2 separate regions of the Sus scrofa genome follow, and region 2 is linked to region 1. A link is a contact called in public HiChIP or PLAC-seq data. All regions are on one chromosome and are shown on one strand. The core of a region is the stretch at or near the end of the contact, and the rest is flanking DNA. Distances in the headings are between cores, read along the strand shown. Region 1 overlaps LOC106509506 (a long non-coding RNA gene). Region 2 overlaps RGMB (RGM domain family member B).

Region 1 (5,517 bases), core at 2,609-5,108:
AAGTAAGGAAGTTATTCTGGGCTGAAGGCTTTTGGAGATCCGGTAGAAGATTGGTTATTTGCTTGTCAGATACATATCGCTGTTTTCTATAGTTTTAAAAATAATTAGAGTTATTTCTCTCAGGACATCATTTATTTTATCTGAAATATTTTTTCCTTACATTTTAAACTTTTAGTACTTGGGGTGATAATGAGGTACTAATTCTGAATCATACTATTTTGGCTTTTGTGCTTTGTATTTGAGTTGGCAGGTAGGGGTGACTTTGGGTGACGTCTCTTTCTATTAACTGTGTCAGTTTCATGCCATATGTTAACCTCCTTGATTCTGATCTTGCCTCGGCCTCATGACCTCAATTTCTGCTTTAATCGTTTGCCTGACAATTGAGCATTCTTAGTCTATCCTAGCTTTAGTTAACCTGGCTATATAGCAGTTCATCAGTAAGAGCCCAAATCTCCTCCCTGTTATCTAGAATCAAGTTTCTTTATCTTGTTATTTGGGCAAAATGAGTTCTAAATTGCTCATGTATATATTTTTTTTTACATTGGCTGTTTATTTTTCTCCTTTCACATGATAATTCTCAAAGGAATTGACTAATTTGTAGGAAATTTAATATATAACTAGCAAATTGTTTTCCAAATGTTATTCTGTAGATGCTCCAGAGAAGAAAGTTCCTGGGTTATAAATATGTGAAAAACATTGCACAGTTTTCTTTTTCTCTTAAAGATATGTGGTACTCTTTAGCTCTACAGTAAAGAGATTTGTTAAAATTTTTAGTGTAGTGTTTATGAGAGACCAAGCTTTTATTCTTGTTGACAAACTTTGAAGCCATTTTTCTGTGCTGCAGAAAATTTGAGACTTTTGAAATCTTGTTTCTTAGGAGAAAGTCTGAAGTTTCTGCAATGTCCATGTCTGAGGTTTATAGTCCACTAAACTTATATTTCTGGCAAATGTCTTTCCCTATACTGTTGGAGAGAATTGGATGAAGGAGGCTGGAGTATATTGGGACAATCAGTTACTTACAAGGGGCTAGGTTAAATAAAATACTTTTTTCAGTTTGATTGGTGTGTAGTCCTGGTGTCATAAATAAGAGCCAGGTCAGAGAAAGGTTGCGTGACACCAAGAAGCAGCTATGTTAACCCATGAGTTTCTTTGCTAAGCAGGCCTTGTGCTTGGTGAACAGGGACTGTGGAGGTGGCTGCAGTGGGCAAGATCTGAGGAATGTGAAATTGTCAACAGAAGTTGATCAGCAAGATTTTCTAAAGCTGGAAGAACACTTCGTTCTAGTCATTTAGTACATTTATTCTACTGCTTTGTTTTCATCTTCCACCTGCTCCTGATAGTGGAATGGTGGTAAATGTGGATCCTTTTAATAATTCAGAAAGTTCCTTGGTAAATCTAGATTCCTGGGGCAATTTTTTTTTAAAATCAGTATTGTACACTGAAATAGTATAGGTTTGACAAGTTATTTGATCTTAGAATTCTTCTTGTGCTTAACACTATTAATATCCCACAGAATCAGTGGGATATTATGAGCACACTTTGAAAATTTTTATATTCAAAGTATCTAATATACTTGGGCTCATTTTGTAGCCTAGCTAATATATAGGAGATATGTTTTAAAGTGAGCATTATTTCTAAAAATCAGGAACTACTGCCCTGGTATAGTGGGTTAAGAATCTGATTGCTGCAGCTTGGGTCACTGCTGAGATGCAGGTTTGATGCCCGCCTGGTGCAGTGGGTTAAAGGATCTGGCATTACGCCAGCTGTGGTGTAGGTAGCAGCTGTGACTCGAATTCAATCCCTGGGCCAGAACTTCCATATGACACGGGTGTGGTCATAAAATAAAAAACTCATGTACTTTTTGCTTACTGTTAATACTTGCGTAGAAATTCATGAGATAAATTAGTAATATGTTGACTTTGTGGTCATTGACTTAGTCATCTATTGTTACTCTAACAAATTATCACAGATTTAGTAAGCTTATTATCTTATAGTTTGGGAGTCAGAAGTCCTAAAATCAAGGAGTCAGGAGGATTGCATTCTTTCTGGAAGTTTTGGGGAAGAATTCACTTTCTTGCCTTTTTCACAATCCAAAGGTCACCTGCATCCCTTCGCTTGCATCCCCTTCTTTATATCACTCCAGCCCCTGCATCTCTCTAATTGCTCTTTCTCCCTCCAGCCTTCTCCTTCTGTCTCCCTCTTATAAGAACCCTTGTAATTATATAAACCAGTGCAGATAATTGAGAATAATTTTACCATCCCAAGTTCTTTAATCACATCTGCAAAGTCCCTTTCGACATGTAACATTTATAGGTTTCTAGGGTTAAGGACATGGACATTTTTGCAGGGCCATTATTCTGTCTACCACTGATGCATAATTCCATGAAGTATAAAACTTCTAGTCTCTACTTTAAAGTATCTAATGGTAAATCACCTTAATCATTAGGAACCAAACAGTCTTTCTTACAGATTTTTTCAAAATGGTTTTTATTTGTTTCCATTATAACCAGTTTACAGTGCTCTGTCAATTTTTTGGCATTGCTCCTACAGATTTTGTAAAGGAGCATCAATTGCTAAAAATTACACATGGAAATGTAATTATAGAATATGTTTACTGTATGTTTCTTCATTTTTTCTTACAATTGCTTTTATTTTTTCCCTAGTTTTCCCATTTATGGTTTTTAAAAATCTCAGTGTATATATGCTATATATGTCTTTATGCCTTACCTCAGCTCTTCTTTGGAATTAAGTCATGTATACATAAGTAAGAAAACATTTCCTGTTAGTACTTTTTTTTTTAATGGATGCACCCATGGCATATGGAAGTTCTTGGGCCAGGGACTGAATCCGAGCTGCAGCTGTGACCTACACTGCAGCTGTGGCAGCATCAGATCCTTTGACACAGGGCAGTGGGCCAGGGATCAAATCTTTGGCCTTCTCAGTGTCCTGAGCCACTGCAGTTGGATCTTAACCAACTGTGCCACAGTGGGAACTCCCTGTTAGTACTTCAGAGTAATGTTTTTTGAGGAAGCATATAGAAACTTTGTCCTTGCAACTTTCCTGATTTGGTTAGAATGACATTATAATACTTTGAGTTGGAGTTCCTCTTAGAGAAGATTTAAATATCTATTGGAATTTACCATAATTTCTCTTACTCTGAAAAGTAATGAAAATATGAAAAGACTTATTTTGCTACTGGGTTCTATTTTATATTTTAAAGGAAGAGAAGAACTTCTGTAGGATCACTAAAGGCAGAGGTTTCTTATTTGACTCAAAATATTCAGATTCACTAAAAAAAAAATGATACCGATGAACTTATTTACAAAACAGAAACAGAATTATAGACATGGAAAACCAATTTATGGTTACCAAAGGGGGGGAGGTGTGGGGAGAGAGAAATTAGGAATTTGGGATTAACAGATACATACTACTATATATAAAACAGATAAACAACAAGGACCTAGTGTATTGCACAGGGAGCTATATTCAGTGTCTTATAATAATCTATAATGGAAAAGACTCTGAAAGGGAATATATGTATACTGTAATATTCATGCGAAATTTCGCTCTTCTTTACAGTTTTCCTCTGGTGCCAGAGAGTCCAAAACTACCTTGAGGAAGGAAGCATTTTACTTCCCTTGCCCTCCTCCCAGTTTTCTATTTAAATTCTGCTGCTGCCAAGTTTGAGTGGAAAATCATTCCATTGCCAGTTGGCAACTTACATGACTCTTGGCCAAGAAAGCTATTTAAGCAGCTTTGAAATCTGCTTAGATTTTCGGAGCTGTGTGTGTGGTGTAACACCGGTGCTCCTGGAAAACACTGGGCAGCATGCCATTCTCCCTGACATGCTCTCAAATATGACATAAGTTCCATGTCATGGATACTAGCATAACAGAAGAGCCCAGAGGAGAGTCTCAGCTCCATCTTGTGAGCTTCCTGCTATAAATCTGAGGGGGTACTATTACTACTATTATTAGTATACATTAAATGAGTGCTAACTATTGCTAGGAATTGTGCTAAGCTTTTAAGTGCCTTTTCCATTTAATCCTCACAATAGCCCTCTGAGTTACTGCTGTTATCCCCAATTTATGGATGGAGAAGCTATGACTTAAGAAGTTAAGCCTTTTGCACAAGATCACAAGGGTTTTCAGAATGGTGGTTAAAACATTTGTATGTTTGACTTTAAAGCCCACAGTGTTAACCTTTATGCTGTGACTTCTATGTAAGAGTTTGTATATGTACAGGGAGCCAGGTATATTGTTGCTAAGACTTGGCTCATATTTTTTAAAATGTATATTTTTCTGATATAAAAATAATATGTAGGGATTATCTCTCTCTTTTTTGAAAATAAAAAAACAAAACCTGTCACTTAATATTGTTTTTCCGTCTGCTATCAACTAGAGTTTGCCTTGACATTCTGAAAAGAAATACAGCTCTAATATTACCTTGAGATTTATGCGGCATCATTGGTGCATAGCATTAGGGGGAAAAAGAATAACTTTAAATCATTTTGATGGGAAGCAGCATAACAGGCAGATGTAATGATGCTAGGAGTGAGGAAATGGATCTTATACTCTGGTTCAACTTTGACTCATAACTTTCAGAGGGCTACTCAGCATTTTTAATAGTTTTGATATCTTTTCCTTGAAATTAAGTTAGACATAAATATAATGTTAGGATTAAGTGTAGGTGATTTGAATTGTCTTTCTAAGTAGCTTGGCCAGCAACTAAATTCTAGACTCATAACATCTAAGTAGGTCATGTGTGCCACAGAAGCTGAACTTACTCAAGGAAAGGGAAAAGATATTCCTTCTCACACAGGGAATAAAGAAGCCCTGGCCTGCCCATATTGTCCACAAATCTTCAGCCTATGCCTCTCTCATGCCTGACTTGGCCCTTATTTTGACTTGAGAGTCCTGCTTTGTGTTTGGTTTTCATTTTGGCTCTTTTTCCAATCCATTCAGCCAACTTGGATGTGTGCTTAGACCATGTTTGTTACACTTCTCACCCTTGCCCATCACTCTGATTTTGGGTGTTGCCCTGAGCTTTTCATGGGCTTAACTGCATATGCCATTGCAAGCACATGTCAGGCATTCCAGCTCTTGTTGCGGTGAGCTGCTCTTAACCCAGGCTAAGTGTCGTCTGAAAGAGTCTAGTGCTCGGTGCCTAAAAAGTTACTATAACAAAAGTGTTTAAAAATATTATTTAAGATTTGGAGTTCCTATTATGGCTTAGCGGGTTGAGGACCTAATGTTGTCTCTGTGAGTATGAAGGTTTGATCCCAGCCTCACTCAGTGGGTTAAGGATCTGGTATTGCTGCAAGCTGTGGTGTAGGTTGAAAATGTGGCTTGAATCTGGTTGTTGCTATGGCTGTGGTGTGGCCTTCAGCAGAAGCTCTGATTCAACCCCTAGTCTAAGAACTTCCATATGCCTCAAGTGAGGCCATAAAAAAAATATATATGATATACACACACACACACATATATTATTTAAGATTCAAAAAAACCCTCTATATTT
Region 2 (5,626 bases), core at 883-3,382, 1.2 Mb after region 1:
TGACCATCAGAGTCAGCCAGTTCTTAGGTAAATTCATTTTTTAGAGTCCCACCTCCTCTTTAAAACTCATGAAAGCATGTCTTCGATATCCTTATCTTCTATGAACTTATGGTACAGACAATATTGCAACATGAAAGAATAGGAGTTCTCTTGTGGCCCAGTGGGATAAGGATCCGGCATTGTCACTTCAGTGGCTCAGGTCACTACTGTGGCAAGGGTTTGATTCCAGGCCCAGGATCTTCCACATGCTGAGGGCATAGCCAAAAAAAGGAAAACACTTTTTAGAAGAGCAGAAATAAGCTATAATTCTAGGTGATAGTGTTTCTATTTGTCCCTTTCTGTTTCCTGCATAGCTCTTGTTTGTCCTGGATTACAAGGTCTTAGGCCTAGGAACAGTTCAACTTTGCTTTATATAGTTTCAGCATATTGCTTGAAGGTAAAAGGATTTCTAAGTATATGTGGGCAGAGAAAGCAGAAAAAGGAGGAGAAATTATTAGTTCTACGATATATCTGTAAGTGTGAAAGATCATTTTATGAGATAGAAATGGGCCTACCTTGGTTATTGATGCTGTACTTCCCAAACAAGGTACACCTTTATATTGTCCATAGACATTTGAATACTCTGGATAATAAGTCTTTTGCCATCCTTCTAGTCTCTGGAATGAGGAAATGTGGAAGATATTAGTGGAGACCATCTAAAAATGTATAAATGTATTTTATACATGTCTGGATATTTTCTGCGTTTTATATTTTGCATCTCTCTGACTGTGCCACTCTCTCTGACCCACATGTGGTTTGGAAGGATGAAGGGGACCTTCAAAATCCCCCATTTGTAAATGAAATTAACCCACACCTGCCAGGCAGGATTCCATGTGGGTGCTGTGGGCCTCTGCTACTTTAAAGCAAATCCACACTCCTCCTTAGTTTAAACCAGAGGCAGGAGGCCAAGTCAGATACACAGCTGAGAGTTAGAACTTGTTTTCCTGTCACATTTCCAAATGTCTCTCTCTGCCCTGTTAAATTTTCTTTGAGTCAACATTTTGAGAGGAAGGGGCACGAAGGAAACATTGGGTGGTTGGTCCTTTGTTTTGTTGGCTTCAATTAATGCAAAGCAAACAGTTTCTACCTGTGTGGAATGTGTGGTGGCGTGTAAAAAGAGTTACCTATGGTGTTGAACAATGAAAAAGGCTACCTTACCCATTTTGTCTTTGTTTGTTTTGACTGCAGTAGAACTTGCTCTTCCACTGTTCTGAATTTTGTGGGTGGGGTAACTTTAGGACAGCTTAAACTGCTCAACTTGTCAGTAAGTGATAACTAACAAGGATAGCAACACACAACTAAGATACAAAATTTAAAGAACACCCTTGCAGTGAAAACAATGCTGCTGAGTTTAGAAGGAACTTCAGATGAAATTGAGTCTGTGGAGAGAGGAGTTCTGTACGTCCCAGTTAGCTGGTTATTTTAGGGGTTAGAGCCTATTTCTGCTGGGGTTCTTTCAGTGTTGAAACAAAGTCTGTACACTGGAGATAGAATTGATGTGATAGCATTTTAAACACTAACCTCTCATCTGCTCTGCATATGCTCCTGAGATTGGGGGTCAGGGTATAATTTCCATTTAAATGTGTGTGTGAGTACAAACATACGCACGCACTTGTGTGTTTATGTGATGTCTGTGTCTTCCCCTCGCCCTGTCTCAGGAAAGTGAAGACAGAAGGACATTGTTTCGTAGATTTCTGGTTAACTGGCCTCTTGGAATATATGGTCACTGTCTCTAACTGCCTCGTTCCTGAGTGGGCTTTCCTTTTTTTTTTTTTTTTTTTTTTTTAATAGTCCTGGGAACTTGACTTAAAAGTAACAGAGGGTGAGTGTATGGTGAAGACCTTCAAGCCCTTTTGCTTTTCAAACCACCACCCCAAACTGAAAAATGATCAAAGAGGCTCTGAGTTCCTAATCCCCATTGGTTTGGGAAACAGCTGCGCTGAACCTAGGCCCAGAGCCTTTGCCAGAGGTCCCGCTAGAGCCTGAGAATCTGTGGCGCTGCGCCCACCCCCCACCCCCCCACCTCCTCGCTATTTCAGGAAGATCCCTGAAAGCAGGACCTGCTAGGGCAGATTCCTGCCCTAGAGTTACTGCCTCCAGCCCTGGCTCTCACCTTTCAGAGTATTTTTAGCCTCTGGTCTAAAGCACAGTGGCAGCCTAGGCCTGTAATACTGTCCATACATGCTTAACGTGACATGTAGAAGCATAGAGAGTTCCTACATTTGCTGGCCTCCTCATAATGCAAAGTCTAAACACAACAAACCGACAGGAATTTCCCTTTGGAGTTCTCTGAGGGCAAAGACTGTGAGGACCAAAGGCCTTTCCTCCCCCAACTCAGCCCAGTGTCGTCGTAGCTCTGGTCTGTACAGGGAAGCTGGCCGATTTCCCTGTTTCTGAGCCTATTTATGCTTCCAGCCCTCCTTATTTGAAGTGTACAGAGATTGCCCTTTGGAAGTCGACATTTTTTTGCCAGTCCCTTTTAGGTGTCATCCCTGGGCCTGCTTTCCTTCTTCTCTCACATGCTCTTTCCAGCCGCTGAGCCCCATGCTTCTCCCCTGGACCACCCTAGCAGCCTCAGCTGTGGGTGTCTTTCCCCTCTAGTTTGGTTTTTTCTTTCTCCACCTGCTGCCAAGAACCCCTCCAGCAGCCAAGGCAGCCCTTGTTCCTGCATGTATTACCTAGGGCAACACTGAGGAATAAGTAAGTCTGATCCATTCCATTTCTCTGGAATCTTGTCCGTGCTCCTAGAACAGAGCTCTGTGTAAAGAAACTCATGAGGGTAGAGAAACCTATTTCAATAATCTCTTTAGTAGATTTTTATAGTCGCCTTCAAGCCCTAAAAGAAGTCTGGAGTAAGATTTTCAACCTGCCACCCTCCTCTTAAACACACGGATTACTCTCTTTCTGGTAGTGTCTTGTCCTAGTCCAATGAAATTATTTAAGGAAACAGTTTTGTAGGAAAGTATTTTGTAGTATTAAGTTCAGACTTCCTGTAGGGAGACAGCTGATATGTAGGCTGAGTAGTGATTGTAAAATTACATTCAGTTCATTGAGTTCACACCTTCCTGTCAATTTTTTTTCTTAGTGTTTTAGGAAAATTATCAATGGCATCAGTTATTAACCTGTCCCACATTTTTTCCTTAAATGTGGTACTCGCCAAGTTTTTGCATGAAATCGTTCAAACAGAAAATTACTCTAGACGAGTATTCTTTTGTTTCCTGCTCCACAAAAGGGAGAGCAATCCAGAGGTCTCCTTGTGCAGGAAACATACAATCCTGGTTTCCCTGGGGGGAGCAGGTGGGGTGAGGGGGTGCAGGGAAAACTCTGGAAGGCAGGTAGTTGTCTTCAAGGACCTCCGCTTCCTTCCTTCCCATGCTTCAGAGCTTCCCAGGCTCAGACTTCTCAACGTTTAGAAAAATTGACCCTCTTAAGTTAAGATTAGGTGTTTTAGAGCTGGAAATACAACATGTGTATTTTTTTTATTTGAAGCACATGTTCCTGCTGGAATGGTTTCTTTTTTGCTCAGTCTCGAGGACTGAGCACAGAGGCTGTAGGCCACTGAGCTGTGTAAGAGCAAAGGGGCCATGGGCACGGCATTCTCTTAACTCTCCCACAGCCGCCTGTTATTTCAAGCTGTAATTGCACCCAGAGGATTTGAGGAAGTAGACAGACATATCAGTCAGTTATATGAAATAAAATTCATTTTAGCTTCCTTTAACACAAGTAGAATTTTAACTAGGTATGTGTCAGTTGTGTTTCCCTATGTCTCAGGCTGATTTCTGTGACTCAGTTTGGTTTGCTGGCCCATCTTAATCCGAAAGATGGAGTCTCTTGATCTAAATGTTCAGTTCTTTTTTTTTTTTGTCTTTTTGGGCCGCACTCAGGGCATATGGAGGTTCTCAGGCTAGGGGTCAAATCAGAGCTACAGCTGCTGGCCTACACCACAGCCACAGCAATGCCAGGTCCCAAGCCGCCTCTGTGACCTACACCATAGCTCATGGCGGTACTGGATCCTTCACCTACTAAGCGAGGCCAGGGATTGAACCCACATTATGGTTACTAGTTGGGTTCATTACCACTGAGCCACAATGGGAACTCCTAAAAGTTCAGTTTTGACATATATTTTTTTCTTTTTATGGAGGCAACTGCAGCATATGGAAGTTCCGAGGCTAGGGGTCAAATCAGAGTTGCAGCTGAGGCCTACACCGCAAACATGGCCACAGCAACCCTGGATCCAAGCCACATCTGTAACATATGCCTCAGCTTGCAGCAATCTTTAACCCACAAGCAAGGCCAGGGATCTAACCCTCATCCTCATTGACACTATGTCCAGTTCTTAACCCACTAAGCCACAAAGGGAACTCCCAATTCTGATATTTGAGGATTTCAGTAAGGTTCTGTACTTGCACTGCCAAATGGCCTGATTAAATACCAAAAAAAAATGTTTCTTCCAAAATACAATAAACACACATAGTTAAATACACAGCCGTTGGGGAATTCTGCTGTTCGAAAATCTATGCACAGCACTTTGCAAGGCTATCAAGCCTGGGGAAGCTCTGTCTGTACATTGGCAAGGCAGTGCCTGGTTCTTCTTTTTGTTGCCTGCCTCATTTTGAAATTAAATTTTTTTTTTTTTCCTGTTGGGAAGTAGAGGCAGGTGCCTCTAAATGTTGATATTGCATAGCAGACCTTAAATCCTTACTGCCTTTCACATGTGGAAAGGTTGATTTCTAGCCACTATCTTTCTCTCCCTACAAGACCCTGTGGGTGGTAATGTTTCAGGGAGTGAAACATTAAAAATGAATGAGGAGATTGGAGTAGTTTGTCCAAGGTGGGGGTTGGAAGGGCTGGGTGGAGGAGGTTTAACAAAAGGCATTGATGTTTTAAATGCACAGAAATGCCATCCATCAATAATAAATGGTGTGGCATAGAACAGATGTGCCAAATTGAATTATTACAGCATATGGATCAGTTCATAGAAGGGGAAAAGTAAGCAGCATAGCTGGTGTTTTTTAATTATCTGTTCGAGAGCTTTAGAATATAATTTTAAATGCCCTGTTTCTACCCTCTGATAGCTGGTGGTTGGAAATATGAAACATAGGGAATTTCCAAAAACTCTGATTAAATTTTGAATGTTTTTAAAGTAAAGATTATTGAGTGTATATATTATACACTCATATATATATATATATACACTTTTATATATATACATGTATATATATACACACACTCTTTTATATTTCTTTTTTCTTTTTTTTTTTTCCTGAAGAGGAAGACAGAATCTAAAAATGAATTTCTGGCCCTTCATGGCTGAATGCTTGCTTTTTAAAACCTCAACTGGTAATTGTGTGAGGAATGAAATTACATTACAAGACTTAAGTCATGTGAAACTATTACCCTGTGTTTTTTTCTACGTCGTACATTGATTCTGTCTCTAGGTACCTCTTCCGTACTTACTTAAGCTACAGAGGCCACTCAGGAAACCTCTCCCTCGCCTGGAGATTGATTCATTACTCTCCACATTTTGATTCAAGAACTCGCTCTGTACCTATTCTCTGAGAATTATTTCAACTAAAAGAGAAACAAG

The links. HiChIP or PLAC-seq counts read pairs in DNA pulled down with a chosen protein or histone mark.
Region 2: a contact with region 1 is called in an H3K27ac HiChIP or PLAC-seq map of skeletal muscle. The contact joins two enhancer-like sites. A contact is called at or near these places in 5 of 47 Hi-C or Micro-C datasets (brain, embryonic fibroblasts, skeletal muscle and 1 more) and 1 of 2 datasets of contacts at active chromatin or transcription factors (skeletal muscle).

The regions. Positions count from the first base shown.
Region 1 is chr2:103,888,288-103,893,804 of Sscrofa11.1, forward strand. The region is part of intron 1 of LOC106509506 (a long non-coding RNA gene); the gene reads left to right. Among named protein-coding and RNA genes, the nearest start is that of RIOK2, 67 kb to the left of the region's middle. Within about 2 kb of position 3,859, at least 5 of the 83 cell types and tissues checked have an H3K27ac peak or open chromatin away from gene starts, as enhancers often do. A contact at or near this core is called in skeletal muscle, where this site is marked.
Region 2 is chr2:105,058,504-105,064,129 of Sscrofa11.1, forward strand. The region is part of intron 5 of RGMB (RGM domain family member B); the gene reads left to right. Among named protein-coding and RNA genes, the nearest start is that of RGMB, 19 kb to the left of the region's middle. Within about 2 kb of position 2,133, at least 31 of the 83 cell types and tissues checked have an H3K27ac peak or open chromatin away from gene starts, as enhancers often do. A contact at or near this core is called in skeletal muscle, where this site is marked.